3 separate regions of the Pan troglodytes genome follow, and regions 1 and 3 are each linked to region 2. Evidence: chromatin contacts called from public Hi-C and HiChIP or PLAC-seq data. All regions are on one chromosome and are shown on one strand. The core of a region is the stretch at or near the end of the contact, and the rest is flanking DNA. Distances in the headings are between cores, read along the strand shown. Region 1 holds the start of IL17B (interleukin 17B). Region 2 holds the start of CSNK1A1 (casein kinase 1 alpha 1). Region 3 overlaps AFAP1L1 (actin filament associated protein 1 like 1).

Region 1 (3,621 bases), core at 239-2,738, 130 kb before region 2:
GGCTTTGAGAGGATTTGTGAGGTTGGGCTGGTGTCCCCAGGCACAGCCCTTGGCACATAGTGAAACTCAAGAATACAGAGCAGTTTTTACCATTCATCACATTATTCCCACACTTGCCAATTTTTTAATTTCATGCTCATGGTGGAACAGGTAGGGTGAGGTGCCAGCTCCATAAGATAAGTGGAGAAACTGAGGCCTGGAGAGGTGAAAGCATTCACTCAGAGTTGCATGTAGAGTCAGTTGCAAAGGAGAATTCTGGCACCAGTTCTCATGTGGATGGAAAAAGTGCAGGAAGATTTGGAGGTGAGCAGAGGAGAAGGGAGGAGGAGGCAGGGTTCCAGGAAAGGAGCTGACATCCAGGGATGTGGGACAAGGCCCAGGCCTGTCTTACATAACATGGTCCACCTGTTCACCCCTGCATGCCCCACAAATGTGTGCAAACGTGCACCCCGGCACAGCGCACACCCAGTCCTCCGTCACTAGCAAATAAGCCACAGAGACTGGGTTTAAACAAATTGGATTAGGAGGGCTGCAGGCGCCTCCTCCCCCCGACTGTCCGGCTCCGACACTAAACAGACCTGCAGAACTGCCAGCTGTGGTCTCTCGGACACACTGACAGTTGGTCCTTGGCTCCCTCACCCCACCCGTGGGCCTCAGGAAGGGGGTTGGGGTCTGAGAGGATGCCACAATGATGGATGGGGTGAGGGAGGTTCCAGGGCTAGCTCAACAGCGCACAGGATGTTAGTGCTTTTGCGAGGCACATTTCCGAGCTGTTCCCACACCCACCCCCACTTCCCCCTTCACCCTCCCCTCCGGCAGCCTCTCCCATGGCCACTGCTGCAGGCTGTGAGCAGAGCCCCGTCCTTGAGCAGATTCACCTCATCTTTCAGTCCTGCAGCTGGGCTGAGCGGGGAGTCAGCTCAGAAGACACTGGCCTGGGGATGAGACTCGGGGCATGCTTCAGAGGGAAGAAAGAGCTTCTGAACAGACAATGCTGTCTTAAAGGTGGCATCTTGGTGCTTTCTCATGCCTTGTTTTCTTTCATCCTCAGAATGTGTCTGGGGGTGAGGGGAGGGGTGTGACTGCCGAAACTTCCTTTCTTGGTGATTCCACATCACTCCTTTCTGATCCCTGAGCCTGTGCCACGCCCTGTGTGATGTGCCAGGGACACCAGGGTGAATACTTACAGACCCTGTTCCCCTTCCTTCACGAAACAGCCTCCTTCGGGCTGGGTCACTGGGCACTGGGGCCTCCCTGGTCTTCCAGGATTGCAACTTCACAGAATCCCTTTTCCATAAGGCACATGAAAGTGACTGTGACCCGCAACGGGAGCCTTGACAACCAGCCAATTCAGAACACAGACCTTGACATCGGAAGGCCCCGAGTTCAAATCCTGCCTTGCTCCCTTTCAGCTGGAAAGCTGTGGTCAAATTACTTAGCCTCTCCAAGCCAGTTTTCCCTTCTGCAAAATGAGGTTACACAAGCTGCCACCTCACAGAATGAGTGTGAGAATTAATTCTTATTTTCCACACCCTCATTTGACAGGGGGAGAAACAGAAGCCCAGAGAGGGAAAGGGCTTGGTTAGGATCACACCATGAGTTGGGGGTTAAGTCAGGATGGGGTAGGTCCCGTCTTTCTCTGGGTGTTCCTCTCCCCCATCCCTTATCTCAACATAAATCCTCCCCAGTTGCCCAGGTTGTCCAGGTGATTCCTGGCACACGTCCTGGGGCCTGCCCTCCACCTTCAGCCCTGCTCTGGCTTCTGCAGCAGCAGAGTCCGGGGTGACCAGCAGTGGCCCCCGGCCCTCTGAGTGGTGGTGGAGGGTGGGGGAGCACTGCAGCAAGCTCCCAGCCCAGAGCAGCCTGGCCATATAAGGGAAGGAGCCCAGGGAGGCCTCCTGGCTCAGGCCTGGCGAGAAAACCCAGACAGCCACTGTTTATTTTCTCCTCCCCAGCTCACCCACGCCTCTCCAAGCCTCCCGACAGAAGACAGAGGTCCCCCACAGCCAGAGACATTTCCTGAAGACATGGGGAACACAGAGGCAGAAACAGCCCATCCACCCAGGAGCTGTCCCCCACACTGCCGGGAGCCGGCACCCAGAGCCGCCAGGTAAAACTGAGGCCACCTGGTTCAACATCGCCTTTCATAGAAGGGGAAGCAGCCACAGAAAGAAGGGCCTGGTAAGAAGTGGAACCTGGGACCCCCAAGCGGTGTCTCTCATCCTGACTGGGGATCCAGAGTAGGAGGGAGCCTTTGGTGGGGTAAGTGGAATGGGGCAGTGGGGGTGGCCATAGACCCCTCTTCTCAGTAAGGCCCTCATGTGAAGGAGGCAGGGGTTGGGACAAGTGCTAAGTATGCAAGACTCAAGGGAAGAGCTGCTGGAGCCAGGGGAAGCACCTCCCTCCCGGCCCCTCTGCCCCTCCTCATAGCCCAGCTGCACTGACTCCTCCTCCAGGAAGCCTTCTCAGCTTCCCCAGGGGTGGGAACCTTTTCGTCCTCCAGGTGTGCTTGGCTGTCCTTTCTTGGGCTCTCTCTCTCTCTCTCCTCATCCCACTTGAGTCTGCCCCCTATTCACCTTGTGAGGGGAATTTCCTTCTACTCAATCTGACCGAGGTCCTCCAGGTCAAGGACGGCGTGGCTCTCAGTCCCACTTCCCCTTGGCACATAGAAGAGGCAGTGCGCTGAAGGGACAGGTGAAATGATTAGACCCTGCCCCCAAACCAAGGCCTGGCCAATTGGACAGGGCATGAGACATTCAGCGTAGAGGTTAAAATGAGGGCCCTGGGTTAGGAACCCCAGCTCAGTTCTCAGCTCTGTACCCTTGGAAAATTCCCTTCCCATGGAGCTTTGTGAATGCACAGGGACTTGCACAAAGAAAACATTCAATATCCAGGACTATAAAATTCCACAAATGACTGTGCTTATTACATTCATTATCACGATGATTATTCCAGACACAAAGGAACAGAACGAGGCACCAACAGCAAGGGGCAAGCAGATTCAAGGGCCACAGAGGAGATGGAGGCAAACACCTTCCCCTGGTCAGAGGCTGTGCCTCAGCCCTTCTCCCTGCATCAGTTTCTCCTTCAGAAGCATGGGACTACCTCCCATCTAGTTCTCGTTTCTAAACCCAGGGGAGATGCTATCTTTGCTGCAATAATCTTAGCCTACATCTTGGAATGGAAATGGCCTTGGTGGAAATGGTCTTCAACTCCTCTGGTCCAAGCTCAGGCCCTGTGACCCTGGAACAATCCCCTTCCTGGTCCTCCATGTAGGAGCAATAACATTCCCTTGCCAGCGGCACCAGCCATTCTGATGATTAAATGGTATCGGACTCTGTTTTCCAAACTCAGTCATTCAGATGCCCCCTATTTTATTTCTTCCATGTCTGCAAATGATTATAATATTTTAAAATGTAAGATGAGTCCTTTTTATTACACATAGAAATAGCTACTGTAAATAGCAAACTCTAACACTGTGCCTAATTAGGAAATAAAGGTAACCATAAATACAGTAAAAATGAAACAATGTTATTATGCTTTAACCTGATAGTGTGGCTTGCAAGGCCCTGGGCCTGAAGCCTGGGCAATAAGTGAGAGTTAGAAAGGTGTCAAAGACAT
Region 2 (3,432 bases), core at 517-3,016:
GTAATTATAAAACGAGGCAACCAGCCTCAAAGGCCTCTTCAGGGGGTAGTGACGAAATCCGTACGTCCTCTAAAGTGCAAGAAAATGATTCATCCAGAAAAAAGAGGCAACCTCTGAACGTAGTGAGAGGTTTTTAAGGAACTAGGCGATCGGAAACTGTTCTAATTGGAACAAGAGGCCCAGTAGAAGAATAAAAAAAAAAAAACATGGGAATCACTGAAAGAGGATTTTGCCGTTTCCACCTTAAAAGACGGTTAAAAAAAAAAAAAAAGCTCGACTAAGGGACATTTATGGGACGTGTTTAACAAGCTGGGAAACTAGTTCCCCCAACCTTTCTATCGGGTTCTTGACCCTTTTAGGGAGACAGCGGGCGAGGTTCGTAAGCCAGGAAAACTAGCTCCCTGGACTCCCTGGCGAGTGCGTGCGATGAGGAGAGGCCCGAGCACTTTGGGGGTGCGCGGTGGTGGGGGGGGAATGAGGAAAAGCGCAGCGTTATCGTGAACCCCACCCCAGATGATTACCTCGCCGTTGGTGATGTTGATCGCCAAATAGATGTCCCCGAAGGAGCCAGACCCGATCTTCCGTACCAGTTTATATTTCCCTCCGACAATGAATTCAGCCTTGGAGCCGCTGCTACTCGCCATCCTGAGAGACGAAGATGGAGGCTGGGGCCAAGCCCCGACACCTCTGGGAAGAGGACGGAGGCCTCTGGGGCTCCTACACTAGGCAAGGCTACGGAGGAGGGCGGCAGGAAACGGAACACGGAGGCCTTTACCGGGGTTCGGGGCCCAGAATCAGCAGAGGGGAGCCTGATCACCGCCGCTCAGTCAGGTTTCTTTTTGCCAGGCCGCAGTTTGTGAAGGGCTTCTCGGCGGTTACCAGGCTGGGCCACTTGTTTCTCGGCGGCCGCCGCTGCCTCGCTTGCGCGGCGACGTCGCGGGCTGGAAAAGGGGCGCGGTGAGCTAGGGCGGCGATACCGCTACCACCACTGCCGCCGGCTCCGGCCCAGAGGGACCCCTGTCACTCCGCGGACGACGCCATCTTGTTACTCCAGCTCCAGCCAACACAAAATGCCCCCAGTCCCCAGGAGCCGCTTCTTCACGGCGCAGAGCACTCTGGGAAAGGGATCTCGGGCGCTCGCTCCGAAGGATCGGCAGCGAGAGGGCGGAACCGGATCCGTGAGAGTCGCGGCCCACGCTCCGAGCGTCACCCTGTCCCCGCCCAGCTGCGCATGAGCGCTGCAACTCCTGCTGACTGCGCAGGCGTGCCGCGGCCTGTCCTCACCCCCGTCCAGGGCTCTCTTCCACTTCCGGTCGGCGGCGGCTCAGCAGGTGTTACCTGTTACTCGCCTCGGACCCGCTGGGTCTCTGGAAGGCTGAGTGGCCCCCCGGCCTTGATATTGGGAGGAGTCACCTTCATGTTTCGTGGCAGATGAAAGCTTACGGCCTCCTTAGGAGTTGGGTATTGACCTGTGCTCTTTGAGGCGGTTTTTAACCTTTGATCTTTCTTCTGGCCGTTCCCCCGGACCGGCCTATTCCAACCCAGTTTCTGTTTGGAAAGAGGCTGTCGCCTCTGGTGGAGAGGAAGAGAAAAGCAGCCAGCGTCGAGGAATCTCTCAGGGCTCTCGGTTGTAGCAGAGCCTAGCTAATTACCCTTCATAATTAGAATTGTCTTATCTACTACGGAGTGTTATAGACCCTCTTTCCACAGGAGGGGAAGAAAGAAAGAAGCCGGAATCCCCCTGCCATCCTATGTCTTTGCATTATTGCCTCACTACCACATATGATCTTCAGAAGAAAACCTGGTATGTTGCTCATAATGAAGATTAAGGATAGATGGAATCAACAGAAAATTAATTTAACAAGAGTGAAAAAACAGTTATGTCCCCTCAACCCCACCAAAAAAAAAAAAAAAAAGAATCGTATGTTGGTCATGTTGAAAACCTCAGTATTAACCTGAACAGAGTAGAGGTAACTATTACAAAATTTAATTGACAACATTTAAAACTACACGGTAATTTTTTTCTTTTTTACTAAAAATCGATCAGAGAATCAAATTTTGACCACGTTTTGTTTTACAAAATTTGACCTGGGAAAATTGGGCTTAGTAATAATAATGTTCACGAAAGAAAACTCCATGGTTTATGCTATCATCTTAAGTCAGACCTCAGTCGTAAAAATTTAAGCTAAGCCTATCCTAAATAAAATTTAATTAAAATAGAAATGGGGGCCGGGCGCAGTGGCTCACGCCTGTAATCCCAGCACTTCGGGAGGCCGGAGCGGGCAGATCACTTGAGGTCAGTTGTTCGAGACCAGCCTGGCCAACATGATGAAACCCCGTATCTACTAAAAATACAAAAATTAGCCGGGTGTGATGGCGCACACTTGTAACCCCAGCTATTCGGGAGGCTGAGAATCGCTTGAACCCTCGGGAGGCGGAGGTTGCGGTGAGACTAGATCACGCCACTGTACTCCAGCCTGGGCAACAGAGAGACCCTGTCTCAAAAAATAATAATTAATTAAATAGAAATGGGAGAAAAATGTGAAGAATTTTAACTGCAACTTTGAAAGGTGGTCAAGTAATTAGTAATAGGGTTCATCTCGGAAGACAACTGAAGAGAGAGGGGAGGAGACTTCCCCTGAAGTTTAGCATGAAGTTTTTAAAGCCCAACCAACACCCAGGGTGCCCAACTCCCAAATCAGCACTGTTAGGCATCATTCTCCTTTGGTGACTCTAAAGCATGTTTTGACTAAGTTAAAATCTGCTGTTAAATTCTGATATAAAATGCAGCCGGGCATGGTGGCTCACACCTGTAATCCCAGCACTTTGGGAGGCCGAGGCGGCTGGATCACCTGAGGTCGGGAGTTCGAGACCATTCTGGCCAACATGGTGAAACCCCGTCTCTACTAAAAATACAAAACTTAGCTGGGCATGGTAGCATGTGCCTTGTAGCTCCAGCTACTCGGGAGGCTGAGGCAGGAGAATCGCTTGAACCTGGGAGGCAGAGGTTGCAGCGAGCCGAGATCGTGCCACTGCACTTCAGCCTGGAGACAGAGCGAGACTCCACTCCATCTAAAAAATTAATTAATTAATCAATTCTGGTCTTAAAAAAAAAAAAGCCAAGTTTAAGCATCTTGAGTTTTCCAGAGATCACTCCTTTTCTGCTAATTTTCTCACACACATCCAAAGTTTAATGGATTCCTCAGCTTGAGGAGTTCTCCATAAGGGGATGAGGTATACATTTAGACGGATATTTTGGTATTGTGATAAAAATGCTCAATGAAGCCGGGGGCAGGGTAAGGGTGGGCATGAAGTGGTCTAAATTAGTGATTCCCAAAGATCTGTGTATGGACAGGTGCAAGTCGCTAACAAAGTTTGCCATGAGGATGTGAGAAAAGTAAGCAATACATCTTTCATTTATTTATCTGATTT
Region 3 (3,660 bases), core at 32-2,531, 230 kb before region 2:
TGCACTGGCCACACCTGCCCAGGACCTTTCCTGTCTCCATCCCTCTCAGAGGCTGAGTCCAGCCCTGGGCACTAGGAGGGAAGGGAGGAGCTAAGGAAAGCTCTGCTTCCTTGGTAAGCTGGAATGAGTGTCTTCCTCTTCCAGCAAAGAGTGGGGAGCTGGCTGAAGGAGGTAGCCCAGAGTCAGAGGCAAGCTGTGGATGGAAGGAGCAAAAGTAGAGAAGCCTTGGAGTAGTGGCCTGGGCTCTGCCCTCATGTCATGGGACTTTAAGCTTTCACACACTGGAGCATGGGCACGTGGCTAGTATATGGCATTCGGTACTAGAAGAGCCAAGTTCGAGTCCCAGCTCAGTCACCACCAGCAGTGGAAGCTTGCACTGGTTGCTTGCCATCTCGGATCTCTGTTTTCTGACTCATAGAATGGTGGTGATGAATTACCTGCCTTGCGGGTTGTTATGAGAATCACATTGGTCCTGTCTGTGACGCCCTAACACAGCCCATGACACAATGCTGTCTGCCATCTTGCTTTTACCAATCTTCTGATCTGCCTTAAGAGTTTCTGCCAGAATCAATGAGAGTGAGGACACGAAAGCACTGTAAGCTGCAAAGCATCATTGTCATTGTCATTGTCATCGTACCTTTTATTTTCTAGATATGCAAGATCCTGCCAGAATCAGTGGCCTGAGCCCCGAGTCTATGATGATGTTCCTTATGAAAAGATGCAGGTACAGTCCCTTGGGGCTGCCCAGGAACGTGGCAAGGGCCACTTATTAGCTCTCCCTCTTTCTGCTCCCTTTACCTTCTGCCTCAGAAAGATCATTTTCATTTAAGCAGCAGTAGCTAGAAGGGGAGCCCCTTCTTATCATAGAGCATGGCTCAGGATGAGGAATCCCTGGCACAGGACCCAGGTTGGGAGGAAGAAAGGGCTGTGCAGACTCCCAAACACTACCAAAAGGTGAGGCATCGTCTCCAGTTTGAGCAAGTTGCTGGGGCCCTCCTCCTGTTTACCACTCTGTGAACTTATCCTGCTGATTCCGTGGTGTCTGGGGCAGGTGCTGACTCTGGGACCACCCCGCAAGCCTTCACCTGGTGACTTCGTGATCTGGGAGCTTCAGCTCCCAGGCCAGTCTCCATGTTTTGCTTGCTAAGCCAGGGAGATACCAGCTTACTAATTTACAGTGAGGCCTGTGTAGCCATCACATGACCTGGAATGCTCCTGGCAGCATGCCCTGTGCTGTCTCCTCCCTCAGAAAGCAAGAGGAGAGCCACATTCCAATCAGACGCTGGTGGGTGGGTCAGGCCTCACAGTTAGCAGGAGAGAGAGGCAGTTAAGCTGCCGAGGACAACAGATGTGTCTGCAGACAGGACCTCTGTCTTAGACAGTGCTGCATGACACACTGAGTTTTCACCTCTAGGACTCTCTTTTCTAGAAATTTGTCCAGTCATCCTTCTGTTCATATGGTCTTTCTTCAGACTCAGATAAACCTGTGGATGCAGCTTGAGGTTTTTCTCAGTTGCAGAGTTTAGTGGCAAGACAGCTTAGCACTTAAGGATGTGAAGTTTGAGTCAGACTCAGGGCTGCTGGGCTTCACTTCATGACTCCAAAAGGATATGATAAAACCTACCTTCTTGGATAACTGCAAGAATTAAATAATACTTTATGTAAAAAAGTTTAGGCGGGGTCTGGGTGCCGTGGCTCATGCCTGTAATCCCAGTACTTTGGGAGGCTGAGGTGGGTGGATCACTTGAGGCCAGGAGCTCGAGTCCAGCCTGGCCAGCATGGTGAAACCTCGTCTCTACTTAAAAACTACAAAAATTAGCCAGGCACAGTGGCAGATGCCTATGGTCCCAGCTACTCGAGAGGCTGAGGCAGGAGGATCGCTTGAACCCAGGAGGTGGAAGTGAGCCAAGATTATGCCACTGAACTACAGCCTGGGCAACAGAGCGAGACTCTGTCTCAAAAAAAAACAAAACAAAAAAAACGTTTAGGCTGGGCACAGTGGCTCATACCTATAATCCTAGCACTTATAGGAAGCTGAGGTGGGTGGATCACTTAAGCCCAGGAGTTTGAGACCAGCCTGGCCAACATGGCAAAACCCTGTCTCTACAAAAACTAGCTGGGCATGGTGCTGCACATATGTTGTCCCAACAACTCGGGAGGCTGAGGTGGGAGGATCACTTGAGTCCAGGAGGTTGAGGCTGCAGTGAGCCATGATCACACCACTGCACTCAAAAAAAGAAATTAGGACAGTGCCTAGACATTGGAAGGTCCTATACAGAGAAGTAGATAGTACTGTTGTTGACAACATCATTATTATATTACATTATTATCATATTTAACTCATGGTTTCCTAAGCTTTCACTGGATTTTTAGTATTCTTAATATTCTTCATGCACAAATGTATAGTTAATCTATTAAGTTATGTCACTTCTATCACTGGCTCCTCTCATCCAGGACTTTTCTTCTTGAGGGAAGACTGTTTTCTTTTTGAGGCAATTCAGAAAATCAGGATACTTCCAAATGTTCTAAAGACAAAAGTATCTATGATAAATCAAATATAGCCACCCACAGTCTTTTGAGATTTTCTAATTTTCCTCTCAGCAGGTGCTGCAGTTTAGGGTTACCTTCTGCTGCCCCCCAGCAGAAAGGTATGAGGTTCAAATGATATACTGCTAGCAAAAGTGCTTTATGATTTTTGAGTGCTATGCAAGTCTAAAAATGTAAGACCAAGATCTCAGAGCAAGAAGACTCCATACTGAGCAAAGACCGCAATACACCCTGCATTGATGAGTCTGCGCCTGCCTGAACTTGACTGTCTTCCTCCATCTCCCACCAGGACGAGGAGCCCGAGCGCCCCACAGGGGCCCAGGTGAAGCGTCACGCCTCCTCCTGCAGTGAGAAGTCCCATCGTGTGGACCCGCAGGTCAAAGTCAAACGCCACGCCTCCAGTGAGTTGTGTGTGGGCCTCCCCTGCTGACTAGGGAGGAAGGAAAGGAAGCAGTCTATAGGAGGGATCTCAAAATCAGTTTCCCTGGTGGGTAAATAAATGAGCAAAGTGAGATGCAAGAAAATACTCTACCGTAAGAAAAATCACAGAGCAAGCACAATGATAAAGGCCAGCTAGCATGTGGCCTCAGAGGGAAAATGACAGGGAGTTGGGGGGTGGGGAGGTACTGTAGGAAACCGGTACCCAGTTTTCTCAGGTCCCAACTATAGGGGAGGCTGCTGCTCAGCTCCAGCAGATGATCCCTATGCAGCAGTACCAGGCCCCTAACACCAGATTTGCCAATTACTTAAAAGAGGCCAGAAATCTAGAATTTAGGTGAAGTCTACTTATTTTTTAATATCAGCAACTATTTTTTTTTAATTTAGCACCAAATGAGGCCAAATAGAGAGAGAGAGATTGTTGACAAGCTGTATCTGTTTCAGAGGCTAACAATTTGTGATTTCTGAGCTAGGGTAGTAAGTGGAGAACTGAACCCATCCAAATAGCCTGGAGCCAGCTGCCATAAAAGCCAAAGCTCACCTTGGTGTCCCACTCTAGCTCTGCCTAGCACCCCCCAGGAGCTCAGTGAATTGCCTGATTGCCACACTGCACAATAATGACTAAGTACGCCAGGCAACTCTGTTGTAAATGCTCTTTTACTTCCAACAGTAATC

Evidence for each region. A called contact is a pair of places that touch in the nucleus more often than the background predicts. HiChIP or PLAC-seq counts read pairs in DNA pulled down with a chosen protein or histone mark.
Region 1: a contact with region 2 is called in an H3K4me3 HiChIP or PLAC-seq map of stem cell-derived excitatory neurons, with 3 times the contacts expected there. The contact joins the promoter of IL17B here to the promoter of CSNK1A1 in region 2. A contact is called at or near these places in 1 of 7 Hi-C or Micro-C datasets (induced pluripotent stem cells), 1 of 1 datasets of contacts at active chromatin or transcription factors (stem cell-derived excitatory neurons) and 1 of 1 other capture datasets (stem cell-derived neural stem cells).
Region 3: a Hi-C map of induced pluripotent stem cells shows a contact between it and region 2, with 2.0 times the contacts expected there. The contact joins the enhancer-like site here to the promoter of CSNK1A1 in region 2. A contact is called at or near these places in 2 of 7 Hi-C or Micro-C datasets (induced pluripotent stem cells and stem cell-derived neural progenitor cells) and 1 of 1 datasets of contacts at active chromatin or transcription factors (stem cell-derived excitatory neurons).

What each region holds. Positions count from the first base shown.
Region 1 is chr4:147,150,795-147,154,415 of NHGRI_mPanTro3-v2.0_pri, forward strand. IL17B (interleukin 17B) reads right to left here and starts at 1,489. Exons shown (of 4, transcript XM_016954018.3): 1 at 1,188-1,489. It overlaps LOC462181 (a long non-coding RNA gene), which reads left to right. Exons shown (of 3, transcript XR_001717986.2): 3 at 1,956-3,621.
Region 2 is chr4:147,278,706-147,282,137 of NHGRI_mPanTro3-v2.0_pri, forward strand. CSNK1A1 (casein kinase 1 alpha 1) reads right to left here and starts at 1,767. Exons shown (of 10, transcript XM_001164031.7): 1 at 522-1,767. The coding sequence starts at 644. ARHGEF37 (Rho guanine nucleotide exchange factor 37) reads left to right here and starts at 767. Exons shown (of 13, transcript XM_016954019.3): 1 at 767-1,804. The coding sequence starts at 1,783.
Region 3 is chr4:147,049,385-147,053,044 of NHGRI_mPanTro3-v2.0_pri, forward strand. It overlaps AFAP1L1 (actin filament associated protein 1 like 1), which reads left to right. Exons shown (of 19, transcript XM_518027.6): 14 at 652-724; 15 at 2,837-2,948. Among named protein-coding and RNA genes, the nearest start is that of GRPEL2, 21 kb to the right of the region's middle. Within about 2 kb of position 1,282, at least 13 of the 24 cell types and tissues checked have an H3K27ac peak or open chromatin away from gene starts, as enhancers often do. A contact at or near this core is called in induced pluripotent stem cells and stem cell-derived neural progenitor cells, where this site is marked.